Regions from separate parts of the Sus scrofa genome. Here regions 2 and 3 are each linked to region 1. Evidence: chromatin contacts called from public Hi-C and HiChIP or PLAC-seq data. All regions are on one chromosome and are shown on one strand. Each heading gives the region's core, a stretch centred on a gene start, on an enhancer-like site or on the middle of the called end of the contact. The rest is flanking DNA. Distances are from core to core; before and after follow the strand shown.

What was found. A called contact is a pair of places that touch in the nucleus more often than the background predicts. HiChIP or PLAC-seq counts read pairs in DNA pulled down with a chosen protein or histone mark.
Region 2: a Hi-C map of skeletal muscle shows a contact between it and region 1, with 6 times the contacts expected there. The contact joins the promoter of NME1 here to the promoter of LUC7L3 in region 1. A contact is called at or near these places in 1 of 5 promoter capture datasets (liver) and 1 of 47 Hi-C or Micro-C datasets (skeletal muscle).
Region 3: an H3K27ac HiChIP or PLAC-seq map of alveolar macrophages shows a contact between it and region 1. The contact joins the promoter of CHAD here to the promoter of LUC7L3 in region 1. A contact is called at or near these places in 1 of 5 promoter capture datasets (liver) and 1 of 2 datasets of contacts at active chromatin or transcription factors (alveolar macrophages).

What each region holds. Positions count from the first base shown.
Region 1 is chr12:27,002,411-27,007,047 of Sscrofa11.1, reverse strand. It overlaps LUC7L3 (luc7-like protein 3), which reads right to left and starts at 2,154. Exons shown (of 12, transcript XM_021067191.1): 1 at 1,886-2,154. The coding sequence starts at 1,984.
Region 2 is chr12:27,414,644-27,419,280 of Sscrofa11.1, reverse strand. NME1 (NME/NM23 nucleoside diphosphate kinase 1) reads right to left here and starts at 2,844. Exons shown (of 5, transcript NM_001204759.1): 1 at 2,752-2,844.
Region 3 is chr12:26,744,471-26,749,107 of Sscrofa11.1, reverse strand. CHAD (chondroadherin) reads left to right here and starts at 2,744. Exons shown (of 4, transcript XM_005668885.3): 1 at 2,744-3,866. The coding sequence starts at 3,093. It overlaps ACSF2 (acyl-CoA synthetase family member 2, mitochondrial), which reads right to left. Exons shown (of 16, transcript XM_003131573.4): 11 at 778-885.

The DNA of each region.
Region 1 (4,637 bases), core at 905-3,404:
TAACAGCCAACAACATTAGCAAATGACCCGGAAGTGACGCCTCGAGTTTACCCCCCTATAAAACTCTATAGTAATTCCAATTTATTCAGAAGAGCCATGTGCTTTGTTCCTGGTCTACTTCAACCTTTTCTTAGAAACAGGAAGCTGAAACACCAGCAATTAACTTTTTCAAATCCCTGAAGCTAGAATGAAGTGCGATCTGTCATCAAAGGCATAAAATGGCATAAAATATTGTGGCAAAGCACTGAAAGTTTAAATCAGTGACAAGCACTAAAACCAAGAGTAAAGCAGATTAACTGTAACTGAAATTGCATAAAACTTAAGTTGCTTTTCCGGGAGCGTCATTGCTAATGTTACAAACCCATCACATATAATGCAATATGGCAATAAAATACTATCAGGAAAACAGTTTCTTCACAACACTTATTCAAAACCAATTAGGCACAGGCATAGGCTGCTCCAGTTGAAGAGCAGGCAATCAAAACCAATTTTCTCTCTTTAACTCAAAATAGATAAATGTCCTATTTGCACATCAAGCAAATTGTAATGGTTTTTTCTTTCTTTCTTTTTTTTTTTTGCTAAGCTTAGATAGAAATATTACTGATTTCATTGGTTAAAAAAGTTACGTGTCACAAGGAAATGGCTAGAAAAGCCAAGGCAAGCAACAAAGTTACTCTATTTTTATTTTGACAATTTAGGGAAAAACCCAAATGTCAAAGAAAAAAAAGTTTAAAAAGCTTCACCTCTCCTGAGGTCAGTGACTGATGAGTGAATTTAACCCATACAATGATTCCTACCGTTAACACTTCAGGCATCACCCCACAAAAACTTCAAACGCTTATTTAAGATACTGAAAGGACTTCTCTAGCACCAACTTGTTTTCCAGCATTGCAAAAGAGAAATTTCACTCTGACCAAAGCCTGTTTAAAATATGCAATTTTTTAAAAGGCTATTAACTATTCCTTCATATTCTGATTAGCAACTGCCTTTAAATTACCATGTGTTAGATTATAACCACATGCAGAATTAAATTCTTCATCTATTTTTCTGCTAAGACCTGAAATAAACGTTACACACCATATTCAAAACACCAGAAATACCCCTACGGCATGTGCTTGACAGCCAGGTTTACAGCACTGGAAAGTGAAGACTACAAAGATTTTTTTTTTCGCTAAACAACTTGCCAGGACACCTTGGATCAGCCTCTCAAGCCTCATTTATGAAACTGGATTTATAATCATTTATCTTTAAAGTGTTAAAAGGAGCAAATGAGTTTCATGTGAAGAAAAAAGCTCTGACAACTAACCATTTACTGAATGGCTTTACTGGAACGTACTGCTATGCAAAAATATTTGTAAATCACGGTGAACCCTACGAAATTATGATATCTTAAAATTTTACTTCCTCTTAAGCGTCGAGCGAAATTGAACCATTACTGAAATACTACACTGCCACGATTTTTATCACTAATCCTGGCCAGAAATTTCAGTCTAAATCTGACGCTCAACCCAAATAACGGAAGAACTTGCCCTTTGCTCTATTTCATAGTGAGTGAAAACTCCGGAGCCTCTAAACGTAATCAAATACTCCTTCCTTTCCCGCGTTTCCCTGCCTCATTAAAGTGCTTCTCGATTCTGCCAAGGGTCTTTTTCGACTTCCTTGATAGTAAAACAACAACGAAAAACAAATCACCACACATCCGAGGATCCAGGCCGACTCCTCCCTCTGGGCTATCCTCCCGGCTCCCTCCCGCCACGGGGGTCAGACACTTGACCCCGGGGTGGCCCGGGCCCCAAATCGCACCTCAGCCCGGGGAAGGCCCCAGCCCGCGCCGCTCCCCTCCCCCACGGCGCCCGGGCACAGGCCCAAGGCCCGCGGGACTTACGCTCTCGTGGTCCCACCGCACGTTGCTGCGCTTCTCATCCGGGGCGAGGTTTCGGTCCCGGCCCATTAATTCATCCAACAACTGCGCAGCCGAAATCATGGTGCTTTCCTCGGGGGGCTGCTCCCACCAGCCCTGGCACCCTCCAAAGAAAACGCCGGCGACACAGTTGCCAACCCCCTCGGGCCCGCTCACAGGCCTCAAAGCCTCCTCTAAACAGGAGCCGACAAGACAAAATGGCCGCCGCGCGGGTGCCTTCCCAGCATGCCGTGCGCGCGCGTGCGCCCGCCGGGACACGCCCAGGCCTGGGAGGTGAGGACCAGCCGCCTCCACCGGCCCGGGGGCGGAGCCTGCAGAGTCCAGGACTCCGCCCCTGCCCAGTAGCACCTCCCCATCCCTCGCCAAGCGAAACCAAAGGCTTCCTAGCGTGTTAGGTCGTTCGTCCTCGCTGCCCAAACTTAGGTCTTCTCGAGTTCTTTTAGAGGAATAGAAGCCTACGTTTTGAAGCTTCGACACCACTCCGAAATGGAGAAAAGGACATTGCATCCCTCTGTACCACTCAGTGCCATCTTCCAGTGGAGGAAACCCAAAGAACAGCATTCATAACGAGTTCTGATTGCCTTCTCCTAGTCTCTGTGCTTGCCACCTCTTCTATCTGGCTTGGTCCTGCCATCCCATTCCCTGATTCACAAGGCTAGGAAATAAAGGCAGGAAGAGATAAGGCTTGACTACAAGGTCAAGAGGAGTATGCCTCCCAGTCTGGATTTTTTTTTTAATTACTAAATTATTTATTTAACAAATATCAGAGTACTTACATGTGCCAGGTAAGTTCTTGAAGTAAAGCTCTAAACCTTTGAGGCACACAGACCTTGAGGATTAGTAAGGGAGGCAGTCACTAAGGAAATAAATATAGGAGTTCCCGTCGTGGTGCAGCGGAAAAATGGATCTGACTAGGAACCATGAGGTTGCGGGTTGCCTCACTCAGTGGGTTATGGATCCGGCGTTGCCATGAGCTGTGGTGTAGGCCACAGATGCGGCTTGGACCTGGTGTTGCTGTGGCTGTGGTGTAGGCCAGCAGCTACAGCTCCAATTAGACCCCTAGCCTGGGAACCTCCCTATGCTGCCAGTGTGGCCCTAAAAAGACCAAAAAAAAAAGAAGAAATATATATGAGTACCTGTTGTGGTTCAGAGGGTTAAGAACCTGACTAATATCCATGAGGATGCAAGTTGGGTCCCTGGCCTTGCTCACTGGATTAAGGATATGACACTGCTTCGAGGTGTGGCATAGGTCATAGATGCCACTGGGATCTGGCTTTGCTGTGACTGTGGCATGTGGCTGTGGCGTAGGCCAGCAGCTGCAGCTCCCATTTGACCCCTAGCCCAGAACTTACATGTGCTGCAGGTGTGGCTCTAAAAAGACCCCCAAAAAGAGAGAGAAAAGAAAAAGATACAAATCAGTTTGTAGAAATAGCAGTGATGATGAGGGAGTTTTTAACTGATGGCTGTTGTTTTCTCAATTAAGCTTTTTTTTTTTTAGCCATGCCCGCAACAACCAGAGCCACAACAGTGACAACACCAGATCCCTAACCCACTGAACCACAAAGGAACTCCTCAATTAAGCATTTTCTGAAGTTTCACCACTGCCACAACCACCAAAAGTGAAAAAAAAAAAAAAAAAAAGCCTTATGAAACTTGAGTGCAAAGTTAACAGCTTCTGCTCACTAAAACTTTTTAATCTAATTATCTCATTTCTTCCACAGACTTTAATGGTACTCATACTTTGCCAGGAACTGGATTAGTGGCCAGGAATACAGATAGATGTATAAGACTTAGTTCTCAGAAAGCTCCTGATCTATGGAAGACAAAAATGTAACAATAACCTTGAAATAAAATAAAAGGAAAATTCAGCGGCAAAAGTTCCTACCCAGTCACACATTGGGCAAGTCTTAGCCTATAGCTCTTTTTCCCAGACTCTAAAGGGCAGCCACAGTGCAATGTGTATTACCACTGCAGATAATGATTTTATTAATTTATCTTTTTCATTAATTCAACTAGTGCCAGCATCATTTGTTTCAGACTCTCTACTGGGCATCAGGGATTCAGAAATAAAAGTAGTCATTATTAACAAATCACAATGCCCAATCTACAGACAACTTTTATAGATTATATGAGTGGGTTATTTTCTGATGAGTAGATGGAAAACAACTATCAGTCAGTGATTTCCAAACCCCATTCCCTATATACGTTACTAAAGTAAAGTGTTACAGACTGAACTGTGTTGTTCCCCCCCTCCACACACACGCAAATTCGTATGTTCAAATTCTCAGAACCCCCATTAGTACCTCACAATGTAATTATATTTGGAGGTAGAGCCTTTAAAGGGATGATGAAGTTAAAATGGATCCCAATACAAACTGACTGGTATCCTATAAGAAGAGGAAATCTGGAGTTCCCGTGGTGGCGCAGTGGTTAACGAATCCGACTAGGAACCATGAGGTTGCGGGTTCGATCCCTGCCCTTGCTCAGTGGGTTAAGGATCCGGCATTGCCATGAGCTGTGGTGTAGGTCACAGACAGGGCTCCGATCCCGAGTAGCTGTGGCTGTAGCATAGGCCAGCAGCTCCAGCTCCTTTTCGATGCCTAGCCTGGGAACCTCCATATGCCGCGGGAGCGGCCCAAGAAATGGCAAAAAAAGACCAAAAAAAAAAAAAAAGAAGAAGAAGAAGAAGAAATCCGGACACACAAAGAGACATCAG
Region 2 (4,637 bases), core at 1,595-4,094, 410 kb before region 1:
GTGGGTTAAGGATCCAGTGTTGCCGTGAGCTGTGATGTAGGTTGCAGACTCGCCTCAGATCCCGTGTTGCTGTGGCTCTGGCGTAGGCCGGCAGCTACAGCTCCAATTCGACCCCTAACCTGGGAACCTCCATATGCCGCGGGAGCAGCCCTAGAAAAGGGCAAAAAGACAATAAATAAATAAATAAATAAAGTACTAAAAAGTAAAACCACCCTGGCCAGGTGGACTGAAGTACTGTCCCAGACTTTGATACATTTGAATGATGAACCAGTAGAACTTGTGGCCTTTTATGCCAGACGAGAGACCCCTGCCAAGATACCCAATGTCTTGGGAAACAGCTCTCTCTGTGGATCAATGGACTGTGCTGCTGAGAACACTAAGCCCCACCCCTGGGTGAGGGGGAATTACTCAGTTTCCACTGGGAGGCTGCAGCCCTGCCACAAGCTGGCCTGTTGAGATGTGCTATACCTGGAAGGGAACATGCACCTCTGAAGAGGGGAGAAGGAAGGGGTCCTGGTCTGGCATATCCCACGCCTACTCCATCTCCTCATGCCAGACAGGGCTGCCTGCCCTGGCCAACATGTATAGCATACATAACTAGGTCAAGTTCCTAGAGCTGCCAACCTCCCTCTCCTCCAGGCCAGATGGGCACATTCGGTTTCCCACTGGAACAATCATTTAGCCACCATTTTTGTCCCCTCCTTTGGCCTGACGGGCATTATAGCACAGAGAGAAGCCCTTACTAAATTCACCCAGCAAGCCTTAAATACTAGCCTGCAAAACCTGTCTTTATGGAACACTTTATCTTTAATGGCAAAAGCTGTCCTCCAAAGCAGGACATTATTACTGCCTGACAAAGGGATTTAGTAAATCAATGGTTCAGATGATGAGGCTCCTGGAGGAGAAAATTGTTATTATTTAGGGAATCGTCTTAATCCATGCGTCTCTTACACATGCCTCTATAATGCTGCTCTGACATCTGCCTCCACTGCAATCAGATGGCTGCCAAATGAGCCGCCTCCACCCTTTGCTGATCTCTCAGGGCACAATGCATCTGGGGAGTGGGGATGAGATTGTGAGAGCTAGTTGCAAGGGGTGGAGTATTGGAGGAGGTCATGGAGAGAATACGTCCCCAGGCAACTAGAGGCTCCTCACCTCTGTTTTTGAAAGGTACACTCTGCCTACTGTCCCCATAGTAGGGGCTGTTCGAAGGACAAAACATAGCCTTGAGAGAGTAAAGTGTTGTTGAGACCATCTGGACTGAATAGATGACTAAACCCATTTAAAGACTCTATGCATAACTTTTAAAATTCTGGTAGGTGACAGCAGCCACCTCAAGCTCCCTTGGTCATTATAACTGCCACCTATAATCTGGAGTGGTCTGCCTTTCTTCAGTCTCTCCTTGCCTTTGTGTGCAGAAGCCAGTTTTTTGTTTTTGTTTTTATTTTTAGGGCTGTACCCACCCTTCTAGCATACAGAAAGGCTAGAGGTAGAATCAGAGTGCAGCTGCAGGCCTACACCACAGCCACAGCCACACCAGATCCACGCTGCATCTGTGACCTACGCTGCAGCTTGTGGCAATGTGTATCCTTAACCCACTGAGTGAGGCCAGGGATCGAACCTGCATCCTTACAGACACTAGTCGGCTTCTTAAGCCACTGAGCCACAATGGGGACTAACATAAGCATCTACTGGGTACCCAATACTATGGCAGAACTGAGACAAGAAGTATTAAGAGAAAAAGAAAAGAATATCTTTCTGGATTATCCAGATGAGGGAAACTACAGTGATAATATGTGAGTGATGTCTAAAACAAGGCAGTATGAAATACAGTTTGACCTACTACCTCAGCATGCTATAACAGGAAGGAGTTTAGAGATTATTTCATTACAATCTTTTCTTTTACAAATGAGGAAACACATCTGGAGTACCAGAAGGAGGGTCACAATCCAGATTTCCCAACCCTCTGCAGCTTATGCTACATCACAAGATTAATGAATATTCTGACTAACCAATAAATGGTGGATTGTGGGAGAACTGTAGCCATGAGTAATATCTGTTGGAAGAAAGCCTAGAGACCACCTACTTCAGACTCTTCCTTTTACAGATAAGAAGTCTCAACTCAGGACCTGCTCTGCCTCCACAAGATGACAAAGGAGTCCCCTCACCTTGAAAGACAATCCCTATGTGGATAGCAGCACCACCTCCTGGCTCTACCTTCCTATAATTTAGTTGGCCTTTTATTACAACACCTTAACAATATATGTGAATTTTCTGTTTATTTCTCACAGGCCTGCCCCTGAATACAGAGATGATTTACTTCCCTAGTACCTAGTTACAGAGCCTAGTACTCAATAAGAGCAAAGAAAATGTCTTAAATGATAACCGCCCTGCACCTCCAAGAAAAAGAGACAAGGCCCAAGAACTGGCGGAGAACTCCTAATAGAAGCTACAGACAAGCATGAATTCCCTAGGAGAACATGGGGCTAAAGAGCCACAAACAGCAGTCCCTATACGTGTTCCCCACACCCACTCTTGATACATATCTGTCATTCATTCAGTAAGCACTGAGCACTGCACTCGATATAAACAAATAAGGCACAACCCTTACAGTCACGGACTGATGGGAAAAGCAGCCACGGACAAAGCCGAGTCCACGTGGCGCGGGACGTGAGCTGACAGGTTTGCACCTGTCAATGGGTGCGTCCCTCCCACCCGATCCCCCTGGCCACTTCTCCGAGTGGAACTTACCCGACCTCTTCACCTCCCCCTCCCTGGACCCCACTCTTCTCCCTTTTCTCTCAGGACCTCGAACCCTTCTCACCCCTCCGGGCACTTGGGCTTCAACTCCGTCGCCTGTCACCCGCACCGGAAACACGCCCCAGCTCCTCGTGGTTCCTAGCACCCGCTCGCGCGGAACGCTTCTGCGCATAATCGGCTGCAGGAGAGCCCATTTTGCAGAACACCACTCGCCTACGCTTCCTCCCGACAGTCGGATATCGTTCAAGGGAGCAACTTCCTGAAGTTCAACTTCCGGTACGGCTTCTCCCTATTCTTCTCGCACGCTGCAGCCATCTTTTTTTTCCCTTTAAGATCTGTGACTCACTTCCTTCTTTCGCGAGCAAACTGGCTTCCCGAGAGGTGGCGCTCACACTTTGCGTGAAAACTGAACTAGCGCCTGACCTAGAAGTAGTCAGTGTCCTCGTTTTACATTTGCTCATTCTTTCCAGCCTGTCAAGCAAATTATTTATTGAGTACCTTCTATGTGTCAGATATTGTTTCAGAGTCTGGGGTATAGCAGTAAACTTTCTTGGAACTTCTCGTGGGGTTGGGAATAAAGACAAACAATAAACAAATGAGCAAATTAACATGTAATATATCATAGTATGTAAATATTACTGAGAAAAAGCACAGCGAGGGGGTAGGGTAAAGGAGTACTTTAAATGTTGACTGGTGTGCTCTCTCAGGGGGTGACAGTAGAATAGACCTGCTGAAGTCAGATTACCTGAGAGCCAGTGGACATTAAGTGCTAGAAAATGCAACTGGAGAGCAGCAAGATTATGATGTGGTGGGAAGCCATTGGAGAATTTTGAGCAGGGCATGATATCATCTGATACATTTAAAAAAAAAAATCATTGCCTGCTGCAGGAGGAATGGCTGTGGTAAAGTACAGGATAGAATCAGGAGCCTTTTCAAAAAATGTGCTGGAGCACCTATAGGCAGAAAGAAAGTAAGAAGAAAGGAAGGAAGGAAAGAAAAAACCTCCACCTAAACCTCCCACTTTGAAAGAAAATCACTCCAGAGGGATTATAGATTTGTAAGTGTAAAACTATGTGGATAGGAGTTCCCTTGTAGCACAGCAGGTTAAGGATACAGCATTGTCACTGCAGCAGATTGGGTAGCTGCGGTGGCATGGATTTGATCCCGAGCTCAGAGAACTTCCACATGCCCCGGGTGCAACCCAAAAACCCCCAAAACAAAACAGGTGGCGGCTCAGAGAATTACAAACCTAACTAGTATCCATGAGGATATGGGTTCAATCCCTATCCTGGCTCAGTGGGTTAAGGATCCAGCATTGCCGTGAACTGTGGTGTAGGTGACAGACACAGCTCAGATCTGGCTTGGCCTTGGCTGTGGCTGTGACTGTGGTGTAGGCCAGCAGCTGCAGCTCTGATTCAACCACAAGCGTGGGAACTTACATATGCCGAAGGTGTAGCCCTAAAAAGCAAAAAAACAAAACAAAACAAAAAAACTATGCCTGCCATTTCAGTAAACAAAGAATATGGCCTGTCATCAAGCCATCAGCCACTGCAGCCTCCCCAAAGGTGCACCCTGAAGAGAAAAATAGTATACTGGCCCTAGATAAAGATGCATGTCAAAGGAATAATTTCTTTCTTTCTTCTTCTTTTTTTTTTTTTTTTTTTTTTTTTGGTTAGGGTCACACCTGCAGCATATGGAAGTTCCCAGGCTACGAGTCAAATCAGAGATGCAGCTGCTGGCCTAAGCCACAGCCACAGCAACTTGGGATCCAAGCTGAGTCTGTCTTCAACCTACATGACAGCTCTTGGCAACGTCAGATCCTTAACCCATTAAGTAAGGCCAGGGATCAAAACTGCTTACTCATGGTTTCTAGTCAG
Region 3 (4,637 bases), core at 1,495-3,994, 260 kb after region 1:
CTGTAGCCGCCGGCCTATGCCATAGCAACGCGGGATCAGAGCCTCATCTGCAACCTACACCACAGCTCACGGCAACGCTGGATCCTTAACCCACTGAGCAAGGCCAGGGATCGAACCCACAACCTCATGTTTCCTAGTCAGATTCGTTAACCACTGTGCCACGACAGGAACTCCGAGATTTCTGAAATAGGATGGTGGCTGGCCCCAGGGGAAGCACATTGGCAGTGACCCCCAGAGGGGCAAGGGCACAAGGGGGGAGGGGAAACCAGGTACGGGGCTGGCATAAAGCACCAGTGTTGGACGCTGGCAATTTGGAAGGGAAAGGTACTCAGGGTCGGCCTTCAAGGTACAAGGAACCCCCAGAGGGACAAGCTGCCTGGGAAACTGTTTACACCAAGCAAAAAGAGGACCGCTGCCTAAGGTCGGGGCGGGGAGGGCTATGAGAGAGAAAGAGCTGTGTAGGAAAAATCTCTGTGCTGTGGCTCCTCTTTGAGGCTGTTCTGGCTGCCCTGAAACAGACAGTGGGCTTGGCAAAAACACACCTCAGACAGGAAGGGAGGCTGTGGAGTTCGGCTGGCGGCTGCTCCTGGCCACTGTTCCAGCTCTTCCCCGCTCAAGGCCTCAGCCCACAGAGAAGCCCCAGGCCAGTCCCCGGGAAGCCCCTGATGCTGGGGGTGCTCTCAGCATCCTGAGTGAGCTCTGATGGAAAACAACGCGTCCCAAGGGGTGCCCCCCCCAGCCACATGGTAGGAGGTGGGGCCTGGGGCCTGGGCTCACCTCGGTGTGGGGCATAACTCTGCCCACACTTTCTGCCTTCTGCTCCATGGTGTCCTCGGGAAAGTTCATGAAAGTGACAGGACTATTTTCTGTGGTTCCATAAGCCACCTAGAGGGTCCAGAAAGGGTATTCGGAAGGGAGCAAAGGGATGGCGGCAAGATGGAGAAGTCTCCCTGGGGAAATGGGGAGGAACTCGGGGGAAAGAAGGCAGTGGTTGAATGGTGGGACGAGTGGCATAGTCGGTAGAGGTCAGAGGTCAGGAGGCAAACCTGACCTCTGGGATGGAGCCCAAACTAGCTCAACGAGCAGAGTCCCGAGGTCTGAAATAAAACTGAGAGCAGGGAGGCTACTGGCTTCCAGGCAGGGCGCCCAGTCTCCACAATTCCCTGGAGCAGCCATACGCTTTAGCCTGTGGCTCCCAGCAGCACCAGTGCCCCAGCCCCAAGGCGTCTTAGCACCGGCTTCCTGAATTCAGGCCGTAACATCCCCTGGCCCTCCCTTCCAAGCTGAAGGGTCTGAAAACTTGATGAGAAAGCCAGCCTCCCCTGGCCCAGCTGGGAGCTATAAACACAACCCACCCACCCACCAGACTCCTGGGACAAGTGCCTAGCATTGGGATAGGTGCGCCCCCCCCCCCCAAGTTCTGGAAAGTTTCCTGTACATTTATTTTCATCAAAATAAAAATACAGCCAAAGCAAGGATTTAAAAAGCCAGTGGCACACACCCTCCCCCCACTCTCCCCCTTCTAGTGGTTGGAACGTCCTGAGCCACAGAAAACCAGAAGCCAGCCTTGGAGAAGCCTGAAAACCAGGCAGTGTTCTGGGCCGACTGTGACCCCCAACGCGTGAAAGGAGCTTAGGAGAGGGGTAGGTCTCCCCACCTGAATTCTGGGTGAAAGGAGAGGGGCAGGCTACCCTCTCTTCTTGGTCCCTTCCAGCCAGCAAAGACACCAGACCTTTGTTCGTCCTTCAGCCTCACCCCGTTCCAAATTTCTTCTGTGTCAGGGGGCATGACTCAGGCACAGCTGGGGTCTGGCAAGATCTGAGGTCCGGCTCCTCCCCTCACCCCCCAAAACAGACAAGAACCCCTACCAGTCAGCCCAGAGCTTGCTTTGAGGCCAGAGCTGAGACGCTGCCTGCCCTCCCCTCCCCTTTCCACAAGAATCTGGACACCGTGGCGGGACAAGTGGACACAGAGATCTGGTCAGCTGGGGCAGGGCTGCCCACAGGACCTGGGGTCAGGAAACCCAAGCTGTCCAAGGGCTGGTCCTTTGTAGCCAGGACCCAGCCCCCTCACCCACCCTCACAGTCCTGGGGCCACTGCCCAGGTGTGGCTTCTGCCAAGTACACCTTGGCGCCACCCTGGCCGCCATCCTGAGAGAGCCCCCCACCTCCCCCGGGGAGGGGGGCGGTTCCTGACCGCCGAGGGGTGGGGATGAAGAGATGGGGACATTCTAGGGAGATTAAGGACAGGGAAAGATGGTGCGGCTGTGGCCTTCTGGTGTGTTTGCCCAGCCCTGTGGGTCACTCCCCTCACCACCAGGTCCCACTCTTCTGATTACCTTCACCCGTGGCAAAGGGGCATGGGGGTGCCGGGGACGGAAACGCGAGCCCAGGGAGAAGGGGAGGGCGGGGGGCGGGGGAGGTGGGGGAGCGCCTGGGAGAGAGGAGCCATCGGACCTCCAACCTCTCCAGCCTCCTGAGGGTTGGCTGCGGGTGCAGCCGGAAGGGGGAGCCCGACGCCAGAGCAGCTCTCACGCTCCGCCGGCGCCGCACAAGAGCCCCATTAAAGCGCCGCCGGCCGGCGACCGCGGCGAGACTCGCGTCCGGCCGTCCGGCCCCACTTCCTCCCTCGCTGGGTCCAGGGCACGCGGCCGAGCGTGTATGGGGGGGGAGGCGTGGAGGCTCAGACTTGAGCAAACAAATAAGTTCAGGGACCGCCTCCCTCTCTGCGGTGTAAACTCGGGGGCCCTGGACACACCCATTACTGCCCCCACCAGGAAAGCAGGGGGAAAGGAGGTCAGGGCTGGGAGGGAGCAAGATCCGAGGGCAGGGAGATAGGGGGGGCCGGGCTGGGGACTGAGGTTCGGGGACCTGGGTCCAGCCGCGCACGGTCCCCAGGGTGAGAGGGCCCCTCCCCGTCGAGGGCAGGGGCGCAGCTCCGGGCGGGAGGGAGTTAACCCGGTGCCCTCGCGGCTCCACGTAGGAGCTGGCTCCGGCTGCCGGCTGCGGTCAGGGCCACCGTATAAATAGGGCGGGAGACCGAGCGCCGAGGACTTGCAGCCGCCCCCAGCCCCGGCCCCTGGCGTCCCAGCCATGGCCCGCCAGATGCTCTTGCTCAGCCTCGGCCTCCTGGCCGGCCTGCTGCCGGCGCTGGCCGCCTGCCCCCAGAACTGCCACTGCCACGGCGACCTGCAGCACGTCATCTGCGACAAGGTGGGGCTGCAGAAGATCCCCAAAGTGTCAGAGAAGACCAAGCTGCTCAACCTACAGCGCAACAACTTCCCAGTGCTGGCTGCTAACTCGTTTCGGGCCATGCCGAACCTCGTCTCGCTGCACCTGCAGCACTGCCAGATCCGCGAGGTGGCCTCTGGCGCCTTCCGCGGCCTCAAGCAGCTCATCTACCTGTACCTATCCCACAACGACATCCGCGTGCTGCGCGCTGGCGCCTTCGACGACCTGACCGAGCTCACCTACCTCTACCTGGACCACAACAAGGTGACCGAGCTGCCCCGAGGGCTACTCTCCCCGCTGGTCAACCTTTTCATCCTGCAGCTCAACAACAACAAGATCCGCGAGCTGCGCGCAGGCGCCTTCCAGGGCGCCAAGGACCTGCGCTGGCTCTACCTGTCGGAAAACTCACTCAGTTCCCTGCAGCCCGGCTCTCTGGACGACGTGGAAAACCTCGCCAAGTTCTACCTGGATAGGAACCAGCTATCCAGCTACCCCTCGGCTGCTCTGAGCAAGCTGCGGGTGGTGGAGGAGCTGAAGCTGTCCCACAACCCCCTGAAAAGCATCCCAGACCATGCCTTCCAGTCTTTCGGCAGATACCTGGAGACCCTCTGGCTGGACAACACCAACCTGGAGAAGGTGAGCTCCTGGCTGCAGAGCTCTGCCCTGGCTCCTTCTTCACTGCCAGGAGGCCCGGGGATCCAGGGCCACAGCTGGGCACCATCCCCTCTTCCCTAAAATTGCCTCTTCCTGTGGCTAACTCCAAGGTGAGGAGCTCTGCCACCTCTGTCCCTCATCTTGTCCCGTGCCTGCCCCAAATCCTGCCCTGCTGCCCCTAGTCCCTAGTCTCTGGCACGGCCCTCCTAGGATTCCTACTTAAAAACAGAGCCGGGGCTGCCCTGGCCCCACCAGTAGGCCCCAAGGAGGGATGTCCAGGGCTCCCAAACTCCTTGCACAGCAGCCACCTCTTCCTTTTGGGCCTTCCACCCGTCCTTGCTGTGTCCCCCACCTCCACCCCGCCCCCAGTCTCCAGTAAACCTCCCACCCCATAAAGGAAGGTTTGTTTATTGAGGAGCCTTCCAGAGGAGCTGGGCACCTCAGGCCCACAAAGAGACCCTGTTCCTGGTGGGGAGAGTGCATGTGTGCTAAGGTGGGGTGGGGGGCTGGGGAGTGAGGGGGGAGCACATAGCTGAGGAAGGCCCCCTCCGTGCCTCCCAGAGATGCCCCCCACCCCCCAGTCCACACACACACACACACACATGCCACTGCATTCCCAGGTCCATCTCAGCCGAGTGGGGACCAGGGGCAGGCCCCAGGTTGCAGGCATGGCACCCAGGGGCTCTGTGAAGGGGCAAAAGCAAGAGCCACTCATCGTTGCCAACCTTTGGCACCAGGACCCCAGGTGCCTCC